Regions from separate parts of the Xenopus laevis genome. Here region 1 is linked to region 2. Evidence: chromatin contacts called from public Hi-C data. All regions are on one chromosome and are shown on one strand. The core of a region is the stretch at or near the end of the contact, and the rest is flanking DNA. Distances in the headings are between cores, read along the strand shown. Region 1 overlaps coq8b.L (acoenzyme Q8B L homeolog). Region 2 overlaps prx.L (neuroblast differentiation-associated protein AHNAK).

Region 1 (2,700 bases), core at 47-2,546, 76 kb before region 2:
ATTGTGACAATATTTCCATTCGGTAGTCACAATAATTAAGCAAGACTATGCCTCCCCCCTTATCAGCAGGGCGTATTACCAAGGATTTGTCACTACGTAATGTGTCAATTGCTTCCAATTCACCTTTAGATAAATTCTGATGGGGTCTGTCCTGTTTAGTACACAATGTATCAACCTCCCTGTCTATCGCTTTTTTAAACAATTTAATGGCTACATTTTGTGTAGGGGGGCAGAAGTTACTTTTAAGTTTCAATTGATCATCAAACCCCTGATTATCTACATTAGTTGTACCAAAGTGTTCCCTTAAGTTTAATTTGCGAATAAAACGAAAAAAGTCAACATCCCATTTGAATCTTTCAAATCTGGTAGTGGGAACAAAAGTCAAACCTTTACGTAGGACTGCAGATTCGGCTTCAGTCAAAGAGTGGGCCGATAGGTTGAATACAGGGGTGTTCATTGTTTCCGTGACCTTCCCCTTCTTGCCCCTCCGAGTGGGGTATCTTTTCCTCGACCTCCTGTTGGGGGTAAAGGTGGTCTGGAATTGATCGGACCTCTGTCTAAAAAATCACCATGCGTGCCCTCCGGTCTATCTGCTGCATTCTCTTGTTGTGTATTACCAGGTCCAGCATTCTCATCTGGGTCCGAGTCTCCCGAGCTGGTGTCCACCGTTTGAAGTGTCTTCGGGCGTGGGCGGCGTTCTCTCCATTTACGTGTGTAGGGGAGATATGGTGGTGATTTTTCACCGCTGAGCCAACGGTACACTCTGTGATTAGTATAGTCGTCATTGACCTTTTTTAATTTATCCCTCTTAAACTGCAAAAGTTCCGATTTGTATTGCGCAACCTGCTTTTCACAGGCAGTGATAATGTCAAAGGAGGTATCCGCTTGAATCAAGGCTTGATTATCATTTTCAAAAGCTGTTAACTCTTTGCGTGCTTTTGTCAATTCATGTGAAACCTCTTCAATCACTAATACAATTAGATCTAGTGAGCAGCGGTTAAGGACGCCGGTCCATTTCTTGCAAAAATCCGGGTTCAAACGACCGACCGTCGGTGCATTGCGGATACGGAAGCCCCGCAGGATTTTCTTTGCCCGGTAATAGTCTGACAAGAAAAGGCCGTGTAGGTCAAGATCCACAACTCGCTGCTTAAGACGCGTAAGTTCCTTGCTGATGTCTTTGACCGTGATAGTAGAGGGGAGATCCCCTTGTGTGTTAGTCCATAATACTCGATCGGCATCCGCTTCAGACACATGCCATGTTTTCGCATAGTCAGCGTTCAAGCCTGCACGATCAGCGAAGTCCTCCATTTATAACAAGCAATGCGTGTATTACAGACAGTAGCGGTGCTGGGCGCAGTATTCCAACCAAATACGTGTATCCAATGCCGTCGGCGTCCGCACACGCTATACTTTGATATTCAACTCCGATGTTCAGCTTCCGGGTGCTGTGTCAATGTTGTGTCATAGAAGAAAGGCTGTAGCGGCACGCACTCCGGTTCAGTAAAATTCAACTTTTATTTATCTTATGTGATACATAATAAAAGCATCAACGTTTCGGTCCATGGTCTGGGACCTTTGTCAAGATGCATTAACTCATTTAAAAAACAGGCAATGAAAGTGGCAAATATAAAGGTTTAACAAATCCCGCCTTGTTGCTGACATCACACTCAATTATGTTAATAAGGGCTTAATTTTACAAAAAATGAACTCAGTGCAATAATGAGTAGAATAAATAGAAAATAGAATAAAAACATATTATCTTTTAGCCAAAAAGCAGCTGTATGTGCAATACTCATTCAGACCTTTGGGAGAGAGGGTATCTAACTTTTTATCCAAAAGGTTTCGCGTTGTAGGAGGAGACGAGATCTATCGCCACCCCTTCTGGGCATCGGAATATGGTCAATTGCGATAAATTTTAATGTTGGGACCCTATGGCCCATCTCTAGAAAATGTTTAGCCACTGGTTTAGTGTTTTTTTGATCTCTAAAGGCCGATTGATTGCTGATCTATGCGCATCGATGCGAAGTCGCAACATTAAATCCGTCTTGCCCACATATGAAAGCCCGCATGGGCAGGTAATGAGGTAAATCACATGCGTTGTAGTGCATGTTATATGATGCACATGCATATAACATCATTGCATTATATATATATATATATATATATATATATATATATATATATATATATATATATATATATATATATATATATATATATATATATACCAGCGATGTTGCTCATAGCAACCAATAAGATCTTTGCTTTTGGTTTCTAACTGTTGAAATCTAATTGCTGATTTGTTGCTCTGGGCAACATCACCAGTAATGCTTCACTCCACTTTTTACACAGAATGTTGTACATTTTGATGATTAGCCAAAGTAGTTATAGAGGCAGGCATTCTTTTTTTATCCTTTTGCCTGGTCTGTAAATAAAAGATGAAAGAAGTTAATAAACAGGCAATTGCCAAATATTTTTTTTTTGGTAAATATCCTGAAAATACTGTATAGTTTTCTAAAATAATTGTTTGTTTTATTCCTACAGATAACAACTTTATTAGTCCACAGCTACAGAAAATCTTTGAACGAGTCAGACAAAGTGCAGACTTTATGCCAGCCTGGCAAATGACTGTAAGTTTCCACATGCAATATAATTTTGACGTAGGAGAGGGAAAGGAATTAAAGATATACTGACATCAGA
Region 2 (2,838 bases), core at 297-2,796:
AGGTTTTACTATTAAAAAATACTGTAGTAATAACTGCTGCAATTTACCTCTCAAATTTATTTTGTTTTCCTTTTTTTTTTTAATCTGCTGGGTTTTAAACTTGTTTTGTACAACATTTTGTCCCCTCTAAATTTAGGTTCCGAAGTGGTCTAGAGGAAGAAATTTGTACTTTGCTTTCCAGATTTTGTATCTCTTAAAACAAACTCCTGTATTTGTATAATAACATTGTGAAAAAAGGTAAATAAATCAAATAAATATATAGAACCCGGTTGTGTGTGCACCCATATGTTTAACGCTTAGGAATGCTTTCACTGACATCAAGGGACGTGTTAACTCTTTACAGCCCTTTAGAAGGATGTCTGCATTAGCCACGGTCAAATAAACAATTATTCAGTCCAATAATTTGATAGGATTGTAGATCAATTTATTGTAAACCATTTTTTAACATATAAATGTGTGGCCTAGAAATTCCCCCAAAAGCAAACATTGAGCAGATTATAAAAGTAATAATAATAATTGTACAGGGCAATCCTGAGGCCTATGTATTTTACACATCCTTTAATTCAATTTACTTTTTGGCATAAATTTAGCACACATAAGGGCAAAGTGACTAACGCTAGCGAAAATTCACCAGCATGATGTCATTTCGTTACTTCGCTGATTTACTAACGGTCGCTGGCATAACTTTGCTATCGAAAGAGAGACTCAAGCGGTACTTCGCTCCCTTATGCCTGGCGAAGTTGAGCTCTGGTGAATGGACGTAACTACGAAAATTCACTAAGATGCGGATTTTACTGAACGTTACCTCTTGCGCCAGACTTGCCTTCGCCACCTTAGACCAGGCTAAGTGCAAAATAGTAGATCGGACTTCCTCAAAAAATAGTTGAAAAGTCCCAAAAAACGCTGGCGACTTTTCATTATTCAGGGTGATAGGCTGCAAAAGATCGTAAATTACTTCTGGGGTACTCGGCTTCCCCCCTACATTTCCTTACATATGGCACATAAACTATACACTGGGATCATGTGTAGGGCAATACAACAACTCTATTTTATTAAGGTTTCCCAGGCTTGTGTAGTGTAATGTATTGGCTGCAACATATACGTCTATTGAACTTTAACTTCCCGCCGTATGCAAATTAGGCAACGCTAGCGCAACCTTGCTTTGCTTGCCACAGTAACGCTAGAGCTACTTCGCCATCGTTCAACGCCCTGGACACAACTTAGGATTTTAGGGAATTAGCATTATCCTGGTGAATCTACGCCTGGCAAAGTGTTGCGATGTGAGCGAAGCCATCGCTGGCGAATTTTCGGAGGATAGTAAATTTGCCCCAAAGGTAGCTGGTGTTAGGTACAGGATTGACTTGTACCTTAGCATTCTGCATGATGCAGCTTACACCTGAGTACAATGGGAATACTGGCACAACATTATGGCATTAAATACTATATATTTTAGCACCAAGTGCTGTGAAACATAGAATGCAAAGGGAAATTATGGCAAGTAAGAGAGCAGCCTGTAATACTGGAACTACTTCACTAGATGGGATTAGAAGACCTTCCTTCATTATAATTGTCAGTAGCATTCTACAGCATAATCCATAGGCCTCACCTCCACAATGGTCTTGAATTATTATGAGAAACTTCCTATTCAATAACAAACATACGTACCAACTATTTGTTTGCCTATTAATAACACTGGTCCCAATCATATTTTCTTACTGGCCAAGTGACACTGAATTGATAGTTTTCAGGCATAAGAAATAGGTATTACAACTTGTATTAATACATTCTGCAGAAAAACAGTCGTGCTACTTAAAAATATTTTCTCATGTTAAACTCCACTACTTTAACTCTACTGAACTGAATAGGATAGAGTAAAAATGTATTTTCAGGATAGACTTGAAGCTGACACCTGACATTTATTTATTAAAGAATGCTCCTTCTCTCTGCCATCACTTTCTTCACTCTTATCCTCTCTCTAGATATTGACATGCTTAATCTGTTAAATTATCGGTTCCCGAACTAAGGGGACGATCTTACAAGATGGGATCTGATTTACAGGCGGGAGGCCTTACCATTATGTCTCAGTGGATGAATGTTCACTAGGTACCAAGTGGTCCTGCCTTCCCACCACTGCACCTGCAGGGAGGTCATATGCTGCACAGGGTGTTTGGGACCTTCAAGTGCAGTTTAGGTGTGGGAAATTGAAGAATCTTATGGAGCCTTCTATCTCACTAGGTTCCTCTGCAGATCTTCTTTCCCTGTAGTTACTGTATGTCAAAGAATTGCTGTGCTATGTAGTGTCTCAGTAGTCCAGACTGAAGCCCAGTAGGGATGTGATGTGATCTCTTATTAACTCAATAAACTGTAATAGATGGAGCACAAAAAGAGGCTTAAAGTCAAGTAGTCTAGAATCTATTGGGTTATGGCCACCCTTTACTTTACTTTAAACATCTCTTCTGTTATTCAGCATTTATACTTTCCACTGTCCTTTTCATCTTCTTCCTATAAAATAAAAAAGCCCTTTAAACTGATGTGATTTTTTTACTGTAGTGTAAACTCCAGCTCTCCAGATGACATGAAACCATCGAGATATTATATATATATGAGCATTCTGATCTCCAAAATACTGCAAAATTCTATTCTTTTATATACAATCCTTTCTACAGTTCTAGGGTTTTTTTTTTTAATAAAATAGACAGACATCTGACATACTGGTAGTATTTTCATTTGAAAGTTTAATAAACATTTTTATTACATTTCTGATTATTATGTCAAAATGTAAATTACAAAAAAAAGAACAAAATAAATCCAGGAAAGCGGTTAGTCAGTAATTTACAA

What was found. A called contact is a pair of places that touch in the nucleus more often than the background predicts.
Region 1: a contact with region 2 is called in a Hi-C map of the XTC cell line, with 2.7 times the contacts expected there. The contact joins two enhancer-like sites. A contact is called at or near these places in 2 of 4 Hi-C or Micro-C datasets (the XTC cell line and animal cap).

What each region holds. Positions count from the first base shown.
Region 1 is chr8L:69,958,172-69,960,871 of Xenopus_laevis_v10.1, reverse strand. coq8b.L (acoenzyme Q8B L homeolog) reads left to right here. Exons shown (of 15, transcript NM_001093990.1): 7 at 2,545-2,630. Among protein-coding and RNA genes, the nearest start is that of coq8b.L, 11 kb to the left of the region's middle. Within about 2 kb of position 1,296, at least 1 of the 7 cell types and tissues checked has an H3K27ac peak or open chromatin away from gene starts, as enhancers often do.
Region 2 is chr8L:69,882,174-69,885,011 of Xenopus_laevis_v10.1, reverse strand. It overlaps prx.L (neuroblast differentiation-associated protein AHNAK), which reads right to left. Exons shown (of 7, transcript XM_018230236.2): 7 at 2,710-2,838. It overlaps LOC108698619 (numb-like protein), which reads left to right. Exons shown (of 10, transcript XM_018230238.2): 10 at 1-268. Among protein-coding and RNA genes, the nearest start is that of prx.L, 24 kb to the right of the region's middle. Within about 2 kb of position 1,546, at least 1 of the 7 cell types and tissues checked has an H3K27ac peak or open chromatin away from gene starts, as enhancers often do.